Linked DNA regions of Mus musculus: regions 1 and 2 are each linked to region 3. Evidence: chromatin contacts called from public HiChIP or PLAC-seq and Micro-C data. All regions are on one chromosome and are shown on one strand. The core of a region is the stretch at or near the end of the contact, and the rest is flanking DNA. Distances in the headings are between cores, read along the strand shown. Region 1 holds the start of Actn1 (actinin, alpha 1). Region 2 overlaps Actn1 (actinin, alpha 1). Region 3 holds the start of Galnt16 (polypeptide N-acetylgalactosaminyltransferase 16).

Region 1 (4,144 bases), core at 1,007-3,506, 260 kb after region 3:
TGGGGAAAATTGTGGATTTTTCATCATTATTAAATACACAGGATGTCTAGCTTGTTCCCCGACACGCAGAAGGTATTCGGAAAATATTTATGGAGTGAATGAGCAGATAGAGCACCATTATTGCTCTCTCTGTTAGGTTTAGAGCCATAGTTTAGAAGTGCTTATAAAATAGTCCATAAATCTGCTGTCTCTATCCCAGAAACAGTTGTTTCCTTGGCCGAGAGCTTAGAGAAGACACAGTGCTGACGGTAACAATGGCATGAACGTGTGTGGCTGACTCGTGACTGGGGGATCTGTTTACATCTCCACCATTGTGTCCTCTGTCAACCAGAGGTACTTTTTCCCCTTCCATCTGACCATTGTGGGCTTCAACTACCCCAATTCAGAACTCTTTCTGTCAGTAAACATCTAACAAGTAAACCTGTTAGACCACACTAGCCTCTGGATTAAACAGTCGTCCTACAAATACATCTGGCCTCCCTTTTCACATTTCAGAATCTTGGATTGAACTAACCACAGATTAAAAGTATCCTGAGGGCTGGGGATTGCTGACCCTGGAGACTTCATTTTCCTGTCAGGATTTTCTCAACAGCGTGAGTAGTCACATGACATTTCTTTTCCTTTTATGTTTCCCCCCCCCCCCTTTTTCTTTTTGGCTGCATGCACATCTGTGTGATAGTATTAGAAGCCCTGGAACTGGAGTTACAGATAGGACTGAGCTGCCATGTGGGTGCTGGGAATTGAACCCGGGTCCTTTCCTCTGAAAGAGCAGTCAGTGCTCTTAAACGCTGATCCATCTCTCCAGTTCCCGAGTCACATGGCTTTTCTATTTGGGAATGATTTAAAGTGTACAGTGGCTGTAAGTAGGTTACATATCAATCAATTTTGTGCTGTTCTATACATGTGAGGCATAAGCTCTTGCAGATTCTGGTATCTGCAGTGGTTCTGAAATGAGTCCCGAGTATTAAGGGATGCCTGTATAAATTAAGCCCTACTGGTACAAGAGGGATGTATCTGTTGTCCACACCAGAATGCAAAACCAACTGCAGGTTTCCTTGTTACTGATTTTCATACTCAGAGTCCCTCAAAAGACCACTAGGAATCCGGGCGGCTTCTTCCCAGAATGCAACAGTGCTGGACCAACACATTTCCACCCTCCTTTACTGAGCCCAGGGAGTACCGCTAGCACCAAGCAGTTTAGTTAGTCTTGCGCTGTTTCTTCCTCCTCCAAGGATAATAAGGTTTTGTCAGGCACAAGGTTACACACAAAATGGGCCTGTAGAGTCCATGCTGGTTAAGTCTCTTGTCTAGCTCTGCTCTTTGAGTCTCAGTTTCTCCATCTATTAGGTGTATGCATCTGCTAGGTTTATGATACAGGTAGACCATTTTAGGGCTCTTCCTAGTTTCAGCAAAGTGTAGGTAGGGAAGCTGTAAAAGTGGGGAAGGAGGAAACTAGTCTCCAGAAGGTAGCTTCAGCTGTGTTAGTCCACCGGGGAATACCTGCCAAGGAACCTGGGAAGCCGGACAGCCAAGCTGCCACACAAGAAGTCCGCAGCGGGCCAGTGCACGGAACCCTAGAGAAGTACCCAAGGATCCTTGGCGAGGCGGGAAACTCAGTGGGCTGAGAAATGCCAGCTAGCCACAAATCTGGCTCTAGAAGGACAGGGATCAGCCTGGTCCCGAGGGGCGGGGCGGGAGCAGTGGTGGAATCAGGAAATTCCTTTCTACTGTGGGCCCTCCCAACCCCTTTCCAGGGTGCCGACTTGTCCCAACCTAGTTTCCCCGAGAAAGAGAAAACGAAATATGCCTTGGGTTTCCCCGCGCCCTGCTGGGGTTTGTAGCTTGCGTGGGACCGCAGGAACACCGGTGCGCCGGAGTTCTGGGCCTTCCCGCCGGCAGGGAACGGGACCAATCCTCAGCGACTCCTCGGGCTCCGGAGCACAGTGCCATTTGGTCCCCGAGCTCTGGGAGGCGTCCCCAGGCTCCACTCCGGTTCAGCTTAAGGTGGTGTCACATGAGCTGCGGGGGAGTGGGAACCCAGGGAGTGGGCGGTGGCGTGCGCGCCCGGAGGGGGCCGCCCAGTCCACCTATATGCACAGAGACCCGCCTGACGGATGCCAGGAATTCCCAATGAGAGGCGCTGGGGGGAAGTTTGGGCAACTCGGCCTGGCCAATGGAGAACCTCGGGAGGGCTCTGCCCCTTCTCCCCGCCCCCGCCCGCCTCTGCTCCCGCAGCGCGAGTGTTCACTGAGAGCAGTGTGCGTGGAGATTAGGTCCGAGCGCGCGCCCCAGGAAGGCAGTCCGCGAGCTCCAGCCGCCGCCGGCAGCAGCAGCCTCTGCGAACAGAGCCGCGGCGGAAGCGGGCGCAGGGGAGCGAGCCCGGCCCCGCCAGCCCAGCCCAGCCCAGCCCGGCCCAGCCCAGCCCAGCCCAGCCCTGCCGACACCCTCCCCACACCCGGGCAGCAGCCGCCGTCGCCTGGAGAGAAGGTGGAGGAAGAAATCCAGCTCCTAGCACGCACGCACCATCATGGACCATTATGATTCCCAGCAGACCAACGACTACATGCAGCCTGAAGAGGACTGGGATCGGGACCTGCTCCTGGATCCGGCCTGGGAGAAGCAGCAGAGGAAGGTTAGCAGCCACCCCCACCCGCTACAGCCCTGAGCCCTGATCCGCTCTGGCCGCTGCACTCCTGGGCTCCGGGTTGGAAACCAATTCCCGGCGCGCAAGAGCGGAGGCGGGGACATCGCGGCCACTGCGAGGTGGGGTATTGAGTTACAGGCACCGGGCGGGAGAGCGGAGCACCCCTGCCCTGGAGCCCGCGAACAGTTCGCCGCGGCGCGGGGAGGTGGCGCCGCCGGAGGGCAAATCGCCTCAGAGCGGGTGGTCCGGGCCACCCCGGTGCAGCCGAAACTGTCTCCCCGTGGGCAAGGCGCGGGGGCGATGCTCCAGAGGCTGGGGCTGAGACTTAGGCTCCATGGCTGCTTACTCGGGATCGATTTTCTCCTTCCTTCTTTTTCCTGGCGCCTCCATATGGCGTGCGGTGGCAGCACGCTTCCTGGGCCGCCCCTGGGGCTCTGTACCATAGGGGCAAGCTGCCCCGACTACTGCGCCCCGAGCTGGGTCTGCAGACAGTGGGCAGAGCCGGTGTCGGAGGGTTTGGCGACCTCCTCGGGATCTACCTGGAAGTGGACGTTCCGGAGTGCGGCTGGAGCTGAGAATCGGGGGTCGTTCGCGGGCTCCTCAGGGCCTTGTGGGGGCGGGGTCAGGACGGTGAACGGTTTTATTGCTAACTCAGTGAACTGGTGGCTGCAAACCCTCACATCTGTGTTCTGCCCGGTTCTTTTGCTGGCGAAACGCGAGTTTGAGTAGCTTGGCTCTAGTTGGGCTCCTGGTGGAGAGACAGTCTCAGGAGATATTTGGGGTTGTTCTCCGAGGATCCACGGCCCTGTATCCTAGTCGCCATCAGCAAGGTTCGGGATATGCTGCCCCGTCTGAGCTGAGAAATTGGCGATGGGTCCGGAGCGTAATGGCTATAGGCAGGAAGAGGTCAGAAACCTCTCTTGCTTGGGGAGGGGGAGACATTAACCCTGTCACGGCTTCCTGCCTGAGCAGAGAGCGCGTTCCTTAGGCGGCCACGTACCCTGACCCCCCAACACCCAACTCCCGTTCAGTCCCCCCCCCCCCACTTCGTGATCTGGGAATGGGGGGGGGGGTGTACAGGATGGCGCGTCCCTCTGGATAGTGCGGTTAGGGCTGGGCTTGAGGGAGAATGCTCATGTCCAAAAATGGTAACATTCATTCCCTTTTTTAAACTTAAAAGGGGGGGAGTTTAGTGAGCCGGCTGAAGGTTTTTTTTTTCCCCCAGCTAAAGGCATCCTGTATTAGCTCACTCAGGAATCCTAAGCCCTGAAACGGTGCCCTTTTGCTCACTTCATCAGACCAGCAGAGGTAATTTAAAACACACCACAATGGGCTTCCTTAAACAGGCAACCTGGGGCCCTGCCCCTGTCTCTTACTGCAACAGCAACTTAAGAGCGTCTCTTGGCTTTGAACTGACTTCTTTGTAATGTATTAGTAGCTTACAGACACCGCCCTCTTCCTGTCAGCCCCCCCCCCCCTTTTCTGGAAGGACTGAGGGCT
Region 2 (4,514 bases), core at 191-2,690, 350 kb after region 3:
GCTGGATAGACAGGTGTCCACTGAACCAAGTACAGAGCCCATGGGATGCCCAGCAGGGTTAAAGGCTAGACTAGAAGTATACTCCGTAAATTCCACATTGCTATCAAAGCTTGTGGTCTCAGATGTAGTGAGGAAACCTCACAACGTGGTTGTAAGAGTTAAATAAAGTGATCACAAGGACTGCGTACTTGTCTGGCACACTTGTCATGTTAAGGAAACAGCATATGTTGGAGCTAGACTGCCTGCGTCCTAATCCTAGCTCCCTACCTCCTAGCCATGTGACCTTGGGTAAGTCACTTACCCTGTCTGGGCCTCAGATTTCCCATACAATGGGAATACTATGATTTTATTCAGTTGTGATGATAAGATGAATTTAGAATATTAGCTGGCCTATATAATACATGCTGTATGAGTGTTAGTTAGCCATTGTTGAAGTTATCGTCATTATAATTAATACTACCCATCATTTTCTGTAAGTGAAACCCAGAGCTCTGCAGGGGGTGGGAAGTCCTGAGACTCACAACGTTTGGGTCACTTTCTCACCCTGGGGCAACCCAAGCCAGATCAGATGTCTGTTGTGCCTCCTGTTCCAACCATAGGCAACTTGGAGCTGGAGGTACACTTGAGATGCCCCAGTAGGCCGTTAGGGTGACAGGTGTGGGTTGGTTGTCTCCTCCAGGGAGAGGCAGAGTTTGCCCGAATCATGAGCATTGTAGACCCCAACCGCTTGGGGGTAGTGACGTTCCAGGCCTTCATCGACTTTATGTCCCGAGAGACGGCAGATACTGATACTGCAGATCAGGTCATGGCTTCCTTCAAGATCCTGGCTGGAGATAAGGTAGGATGTGCTGACGCTGAGACAGTGGGTGGTTACTGTAAATCGGTAGGATGAATGAAAAAGTCCGAGTGAAATAGGTTTGGAAGGAAGTTGAAGTAGATACTAAAATGGAAAACGTGACGTGTTTAAAATACCATATACAAGTGATATATTACTTGTAAATATATAATATGCACTTAAATATATATATGTACATACACACGGATGTCTCTGTTATATGTATGCACGCACGTATTCTACAGATCAAGTAGAGCGAGGAAATTAGAACACGGGTACTTAACATTCCCGGCAAGTTTACGACCTAATAGTTGCGGCAACGCCGCGTTGCTTTCCGGCCGCTGCCGAGGTTTCCGACCCTGACCATGCTTTCTCCGCAGAATTACATCACAGAGGATGAGCTGCGCCGTGAGCTGCCCCCTGACCAAGCCGAGTACTGCATCGCAAGAATGGCCCCCTACGCGGGCCCCGACTCCGTGCCCGGTGCTTTAGACTACATGTCCTTCTCCACGGCACTGTATGGCGAGAGCGACCTCTAACCCGCCCCTGCCTCCCTCCACCACCCCCCCACCCCCGGCCTTCTGCGCGTGCGCCCCACCCTGCTCCTCCTCCTCCTCCGCCCAGTCTGGCTGGCTGGGTTCATTATTTTCAGCTCAGCCACCAAGGGGGCAGAGCTCCGACCCAGGCGGCATCAAGCCTCCCTGCCCACAAAGTGACAGTTTACAAAATTATTTTCTGCAAAAAAGGATAAAAAAAAAGTTACGTTAAAAAAAAATTTTAAAAAGAAAAAAAAAAACAAACAAAAAACTACATATTTTATTATAAAAAAAAAAGTATTTTTTTCTCCACCAGTCTTAAATGGAAAAGAGGAAAAATTAACTATTTGCACCGAAATGTTTTTGTTGTGACATAGGAAAATAACCAAGCACAAAGTTATATTCCATTCTTTTTACTGAAGTTTTTTCCTCCTACCTGTTCTGTCTGCTGTATTCATTTCTCTAATTTCATGCCCACTTGGGGGTGGGGTAGGTGGGTACTCTCATCAGAGGCACATTGGTGCATGTGTGTTTGCTAGCTCACTTGTCCATGAGAATATTTTATGATATTAAAGAAAACCTTTTGAAATGGCTGCTTTTCAAAGAAGATAATTCATGGCTTCTCATTTTTCAGTCTCTTCAAAAGTGTGGCTGGCCTGTTTTATGACTGCAGAGTTGTTATGTTTTTTAATTTTGAATATTGCCTATTAAAGATAGGACAAACTTGGAGATTATGATGTTGCTTGGCACAGACTGTATTAAAACAACACTCCCGTGACATTACTTTGCTTGTTCCTTTGGCTGACTTCCAGAAGTGGGGGTGGGTTGTGTCAAGAATGGTGTGGGGTACCTGTCCTCACCCACCTCTAGATTTCTGAGCCTGGTTTGGTACATTCTCACTTCTTTAAGAGGAGAAGATGGCCTCCTCTATGTACAGGGGAAAGCTAACAAGCGCATGAAAGAGCCCCTGACGAAAACCCCCAGCTTTCTTGGTTCTCTGTGGCTGTCTGTGACTTCTCTGTGACCCCGACCATTTTGTTTTTGCTGCAGGGGACAGCTTGGATTGTGTCAGGGTTGTAGTCCTCTTTCCTACTCTAAGTGTTCCATAGAGTACTGGGGCTTGGTGGCAGGGTGTACAACCAGCCTATGCCAGGCCCTGAATTCAATCCCTTGAGACCCCAAAATGTGCCACAGATAGTAGCTGTTGGTCATTGCAGGGACTCAATGACAATGCAGATTGCCAGCATTCCCCCCATATCCAAACATATATGATGATAAGCTCCAATTTATCATTTGTTGTCTAAGAATATATGGTGGTGGTGGGAGCCTGTTGTTAGAATTTCCAAGACTACAGAGCAGAGCAAGAGCGATCATGGTTAAAATAACTTTGCAAGTAGAGATATGTCGAGTTGGGGAGTTCTGCCTGGGGGCGGTTTTAAAATCCCTGGCTGTGCCTCCTGAAAATGGTGGGCTGGCTCTTTGCCAGGTTCCCATTCATTAAGTGGTGCTGTTATAAAGTGATGGTAAATGGGTATGGAGCATGAGTGTTGGCTGTGGCCAATCTAAAGATTCTGTTCAGAAGGGAGAATCACTTGAAAGTAGGTCAATGGGTAGGCCCCTACCGCCAAGCCTGAAGGCCCAAGTTTGATCCCTGAGACCCACATGGTAAAGAGAACCAGCTCTCAAAAGTGGTCATCTGACACGTGGATGTGCACACACATGCTCGCACACACTAAAGAAATACATTTAAGATTTTTTTCTTTAAATAGGATAATCCTTAGTATTAACTGCATTTAGGGGGACTAAAGCCATCTGAACTTTCTGGGCTAAGCTAGAGAAGTCTATGGTGAAACCTTGTAGGGATTGGTTCAGGGGACATTCTTGAGCTCTCAGTCTGGTCTGGCCTCTGGGCCACTGAGGATATCCTAGGTGAGGGATTGGCTCTTACCTTGGGAAACTTATGCATTTACCCTTAAAAAAGTAGGAATCGTGGAAGATAATCTATGTCTGTGGAGAAAGCACTAGTAGTAGGGTGGTCCTGGTTTCAAAACCTTGAGAGGGCAGAGATATTTGTTTTTAGCTATTTTTATGCAAATTATCTTAAGATAAATGTAGGCTTTGGGGGAAGAAAGTCTTTTAACTGAAAGTTTTTCAGACCCAGGATACAAGCATTCTGATGCTCCAGTTTCTAAAGGTGTGGGTAGTCTATGTCCTTAGCAGGGCTTTAAAAAAATTTTTTTTTAAGCATTTGTTTACTGGAGGACAGGGGTCGTGTGTATACCGCAGCAAATCAGGAGGTCACAGGATAACTTGGAGTTGGCTCTTTCCTCCAGCACGTGGGTTCCAGGGATCAAACTCAGATTAACAGGCTTGGTGGCAAGAGCCTTTACTTGGTGGCTGGTCCTTCATCAGTGTTTATTTTTAACGATCACGTAAGTCATTTGAACAAAAGTGTGCCTGCCCACCAAGTTATCCCGTAAATTAGTTTTTAGTCTGTTGAGGATAAAGAATTTTAACCTGGGTTCTCCTTCAGTGCTGAGCATGGATCCCAGGGCCTTGTGTGAATCAGACAAGCTCTACCACCCAGTTAGCTTCTTCCCCTGTTGAAACGGGCATTTAAGGCCATCATACGCATCTTGTGTGTGTGTGTGTGGTTTTTTTAATCATTTGTTCATTTTAACAGATTTAGTTCCTCCCCCAAAACAACCCCATTTGGCAAACCTCATTAAACTCCTCTGAACATTTTAAACTATAATTACAAGTTTTAATGGTTTTCCCCAGGATATTAAACTCCAGGGACATCTTGCTTAGCACAAAACAACTGAAAATGTTATAAATACAATAAATCAATTCCTGTGAGCAATCTAATGCTGTTTGACTAACTGATCCCCTCCGACTTCCAAAATTAAAATCACGTGCCTTAGTCATGTATTTTAGACTAAAACCACAAAACTGAGGCATGGCGGCCTCTTTTACTTGTTCATGACAGTAGGTCATTATGCGGACAGATCACACACCACCAGAGCGTCGGGTGTACTTGTTTATTTATTTTAGATTCAAAGTCCTGTGCTACTTGCTTCTGCTTTTGAGGTTGTTACAGATCACATGGACTTTGTAAACAGGCATAAGACAACCATCTTCAG
Region 3 (4,440 bases), core at 1,146-3,645:
GGAATGGGGGGGGGGGGGGAGGGCAGGGAAGTGTTCACTAGTGCCACACCCCCCCCAACTTCTAAATCTCATCCCGTATCCCACCAAGAGTCCCCAGTATACGTACACACACCATTCTGAGACTCTCATCTGAGAGGCACAGAAGATAGGTGTCCTAACCAAAGTCAGGGTTCAGGTTTCTGGACCAGACTACAGAAGCCTGTCTGTGGTCTCTGCCCTCTTTTCCCACCTACCAACTCCTAGCATCTTCCTCTTCTAGATGAAGGCCACCTCCCAGCAGGTCATCAGAGAGAGAGAGATGGGGAGCCCGATCATCTGACCTCAGTTCCATCATGCTGGCCTTAGGCTCTGGTCCCTGAGACCGGGACTGGACTGATCCAGGACTAAGAATAGGGTAGCTGGGGCACACATCGTGGGAACTCACTGGAGTCTAGAACCACCAATGTTTGTGTTTTTCTTCCTCTGACCTGTCCGTCCACATAGATCTCAGCACCCTAGAGTGTACAGGTTTTTTTTTTTTATTTTAGCTCCGTATGTTCAGACACTGACAAGTTTTTGAAAGCCATGTCCTAGGTACAGCACAGTGGCCCTCCTAAGCATGTTTGCAGCGATGCACCACAACTTGGAATCTAGGTTAAAACACAAACCTTAGGGCCTAAGGTCTCCTCTCATCAGGCCCAGAAACTGATACCATTGTAGAGTTTTTACTTCTTTACAAACAGGTGATGTGAGGGAATACGGGAAGGATGGGGCTAAGTGAGGGTACCTAGAGAACCATCCTCATATTCTTGGATTTCACTACAAATTCCCTGCATTCTACAGGATACAGGTATCCGCACTCCTGACCTTGCACCTCACCTACTGGAGGAGCTCCAGTCCCCTTTTCCCGCGGGTTCAGATCTTTCCGGGCAAGAATCACACCCTCCCCTACTACACACACACACACACACACACACACACACACACACACACACCTCCCTGGTTCTTTGCTCTTCTTTCTGGTCCTGGTGGACTTCTCAAGCTGTCTCTGACCAACAGTAGTGTGTCCCAAGAGGTTACCTGCCCCCGTCGGAAGAACGTTCCCATCTTAGCGTTCTCTCAAAGGGTCCCCTAGTCTCCTTCCTCAACAGGTGCTGGGCCTGGCCACACGAAGCCATCACCAGCTGACCAGACGAAAGTGTAGACAGGACGCCCCCTACAGGCTCAGCTTGCCCCCACCAGGTTCTACTGTGCAGCTTAATCCGCCCCCCAACCCCTCGCCCCAGCTCCGCGGGAGCTCTCGGAGTACTAACACCGCTTTTGTTTCTCCTACTCGCTCAGATGTCTGGAGGGTGATCTCATGAGAGGGAACTGCCCAGCCCAACGAACACACAGTCCCCTTCAACTGCAGACCCTAGGGTTGGAGGCAAAGAGCGCTTATGAGTCAAGCCTTCTCCCCGCCCCTGGGGAGCCAGAAAACACCTCCGGGGAAGGTAGGGGTGGAAGCTGAAAAAATTGGTCCAAGTTGATCTTGGATGTGAAGGCGCTAAGCCAAGGGCAGCGCTCAGCGACCCTTCCCTTACCCACGCCGCCGCCCGGCGTCTTTTACCCCAGAGGCTGGAGACCCGGTGCGCACCACCACCTACGCGCTCTTGCTGAGCTCTGCTCCCACCACCCGCTCGCTGCACTCCAGGGCCAGCCGCCTTCTGGGGATGGCGAGACGCCCGCAGCCCCCTAGTCCCCAGCCCCGGTTGCGCGGGGCCGCGAAAGCCGCCACGTTCTCAGTCGCGCGCGCACGCCGGGCCCACCAAACTTGCAGCACTTTCTCCCTGCCCCCACATGCTGTCACCCTCCCTGCATCCAAGCACCCTGGCCCCTCCGGGCCCCGCACAGGTTGCCATAACAACGAGCAGGAATTCTCCAATATATACAAAGCCCGAACGGTGCTCGGGGCACGCAGCCCCCGGTCGGGCCCCGCGAACCTCGGCTAACAGCGGGGGGCAGGACGCGCGCCGAGGATCCCCGGCCCGCCGCTCACCCGGTGCGCAGAGCGTACTCACAATGAGCGGAATGGTGCGGTCCTCGCGGAGCTGCTCTGGTCTCCCGCCGGCCCTCTGCGCGCCGCGGCCGCTGGAGGATGCTGCATGGGCTCGGTTGTCCTGCCATAAGTAGTAGAAAGTGCCCAGGATCCAGGCTACGGTCAGGATGGCGATGGCATTGGCGCGGATCTTCCTCATGGTGGGCGGACGGGCGCTCCGCGTGGGGCCCGAGGCCGGCGTGCTCTCGGAGCCCGAGCAGGGGAGCTTGCTGCCCCAGCCGTTTGTTGTCGCTTGCGCCGGGCTGCTCAGTCCTGCAGAGCAGAAAAAAGAGAGAGGTGGTGGTGGTGGTTGGGGAGGGGGGGGGGGTGTGATAGGAAGAGACAGGAGCGCAGAGCGATCCTCACGGTCCTAATGCCCTTCAGCCCCGAGCGCGCGCGGCCCCGGGCGCTCATTCATTCGCGCGCCTAGCTGGCTCTGTGCTCCAGACGCCGCGGGCAGCCGGGGCCGCTGCGCACCCGCTAAAGAGCGCGCCCGCTGGGAAGTGGCGCGGGCCTTCCTCCCGCATCCCGGGTCTCAGCGAGACAGACGCGGGGTGGAATGGCGATGAACCAGAGCTGGTCTCTGCTCTCTCAACGCTCGGCTATCTCTCGCCCGTCCCCTGCCCCCGCGTGGCCCTGGTCTGTCTCTCCACCCACACCTAACCCACCGCCGAGCGGACCTGAGTCACCAGCGAAGACGCGCGACCCCTGGCCTTGGCCCGAGTCGCCTAGCTGCAGTTCCCGGCAGCGCTGAGAACTGAGCTCTGGCGCAGGGTTCAACCTGTGTTCAGAGAGTCCTTCGGAGGGGGCAAGGCTAGCGAGTAGGCAGTCTTGACTTTGCACCGGAATCCTTCTCGGAGACCCAGGATTCCATCCGCCTCGGTGGCCCGAGGGGGTGGGGAGTTGGAAGCTGATGCACTTGACACTCTGGAGAGCGAGGTGAAGCTGCGCTGCGGTACAACCAATGCAAGCACAGGGATGCGATCGCTGGACATCTTTCATTACCCTGGGGCTCCTAGCTTTCTCTTAGTTCCTATCCACACCGGCATCGCGGCTCCCTGAACTGTCCTGAGGCGTCATCACCGTTCCGTGAGAGTGAAGGGAGGCCATAGAGGCCAGGCCACAGGGTTCGATTAGTGGACAGAACCCTGTCTAAGAGCCCTCTGACACTTTTCTGACAAAGTGCAAAATAAGGTGGTGAGAGACAGGATAGACATCATTGAGATTCTGATTCTGCGGAGGCCCTGAAGTCGATGAGAGGTGAGAAGCAGGTGTGAATAATTCAGGCTCCAGGCAGAAGACAAGGCGGGCTAGGGCCTGTCAGGCAAAGGAAGACACACACTCGGAGCTCTGAGATACCAAAGTAGATGCTGCGGAGGAAGAAATAATTTATTGCAAACTGGTCTTCAGTAACGAACTACAGAAATGATTCCTGAAAGTATAGTCTTGCAAAGTGGTCTTTAGGAAGGCTTCCCAGAGAAAGTGGATAAATCTGGAGAATAGGAGGGTAATCCCAAAAAGGAAGAGAAGAATAAGGAAAGGGCAGGGACAGCCAAGGCCCTCAGGATAATATCTCATGAGAGCATGCTGGATACTGGCAAAGACCTGGTGTGAGTTGAGACTGGCCAGACTGGGCAAGTCTAGATACTGGAGGATCTTAAATGCCAGGAGCAGAGTGGACAGGGTGGTGCTTTTTGGATGATGTCAGGTAGGTTGACTCTTCGGAAAATCCAAGACAGGTCAGGCTTGCGAATGAAGCCATCTGGGGAATAAGGTAAATATTGAGATCATAGCAGCATGTCCTGCCTCCCATATCAGCATCAGCTTCCGTATCAGCATCAGCATCACCCAGAGACACACAAGTGAAATGAGAGGGTGTTTGTCAGTAGTTCCAGAAACCTAAGACAAGCTTGATATATTTCTACTGAAGTGAAAAAGAAAATGACCAGTGTTTTGTTTAGAGGAGAAAGAAGAGGAGGAGGAGACGCTGGAATGTATCGGAGTTTCCACTAGCATTACCACTTACTCCTCTGGACTCACAGGACGAAGGGACAGAGAAGGCTGCCCCTGCACCAGTACCACCACAGAAGCCTTTCTAGGATGACCAGTCCTCCCTCAGGTGGGCACTTCCCTGGACTTGGAGGTAGTGATTTTATGTGACAGGGAGTTGACATAAAGGTTGACTGTGTCCCCCTCACCATGAGCACTCTAGACAGGGAGGGGGCTCGAGCTGCCTGCCACCTCAGCTTCAGCTTCTAATCTTCCTTCCAGGATCAAGTCCAGAATGGCTCAGAAGTGAACCCAGCCTTCCCTGGGGTTTCCTTGCTGGTGTTGGGAGGAGATCCAAGCAGCATAGACTTAAAGCCACCCTAAGAGACTTGCAT

What was found. A called contact is a pair of places that touch in the nucleus more often than the background predicts. HiChIP or PLAC-seq counts read pairs in DNA pulled down with a chosen protein or histone mark.
Region 1: an H3K4me3 HiChIP or PLAC-seq map of embryonic stem cells shows a contact between it and region 3, with 6 times the contacts expected there. The contact joins the promoter of Actn1 here to the promoter of Galnt16 in region 3. A contact is called at or near these places in 2 of 39 promoter capture datasets (liver and neural stem cells), 3 of 484 Hi-C or Micro-C datasets (all in embryonic stem cells), 1 of 115 datasets of contacts at active chromatin or transcription factors (embryonic stem cells) and 3 of 9 other capture datasets (adipose tissue, liver and pancreatic islet).
Region 2: a contact with region 3 is called in a Micro-C map of embryonic stem cells, with 2.5 times the contacts expected there. The contact joins the enhancer-like site here to the promoter of Galnt16 in region 3. A contact is called at or near these places in 9 of 39 promoter capture datasets (the 3T3-L1 cell line, the SN4741 cell line, cranial neural crest and 5 more), 7 of 484 Hi-C or Micro-C datasets (bone marrow-derived macrophages, embryonic stem cells, frontal cortex and 1 more), 12 of 115 datasets of contacts at active chromatin or transcription factors (embryonic forebrain, embryonic hindbrain, embryonic midbrain and 3 more) and 2 of 9 other capture datasets (embryonic stem cells and pancreatic islet).

Annotation. Positions count from the first base shown.
Region 1 is chr12:80,258,475-80,262,618 of GRCm38.p6, reverse strand. It overlaps Actn1 (actinin, alpha 1), which reads left to right and starts at 2,256. Exons shown (of 21, transcript NM_134156.3): 1 at 2,256-2,632. The coding sequence starts at 2,528.
Region 2 is chr12:80,165,182-80,169,695 of GRCm38.p6, reverse strand. It overlaps Actn1 (actinin, alpha 1), which reads left to right. Exons shown (of 21, transcript NM_134156.3): 20 at 680-838; 21 at 1,216-2,154. The coding sequence ends at 1,374. Among named protein-coding and RNA genes, the nearest start is that of 2310015A10Rik, 35 kb to the right of the region's middle. Within about 2 kb of position 1,440, at least 235 of the 459 cell types and tissues checked have an H3K27ac peak or open chromatin away from gene starts, as enhancers often do. A contact at or near this core is called in bone marrow-derived macrophages, embryonic stem cells, frontal cortex and 3 more, where this site is marked.
Region 3 is chr12:80,516,945-80,521,384 of GRCm38.p6, reverse strand. Galnt16 (polypeptide N-acetylgalactosaminyltransferase 16) reads right to left here and starts at 2,395. Exons shown (of 15, transcript NM_001081421.2): 1 at 2,040-2,395. The coding sequence starts at 2,216. It overlaps Gm26777 (a long non-coding RNA gene), which reads left to right and starts at 3,172. Exons shown (of 5, transcript XR_381753.4): 1 at 3,172-4,175. It overlaps 2310002D06Rik (RIKEN cDNA 2310002D06 gene), which reads right to left. Exons shown (of 3, transcript NR_045490.1): 3 at 3,431-3,818.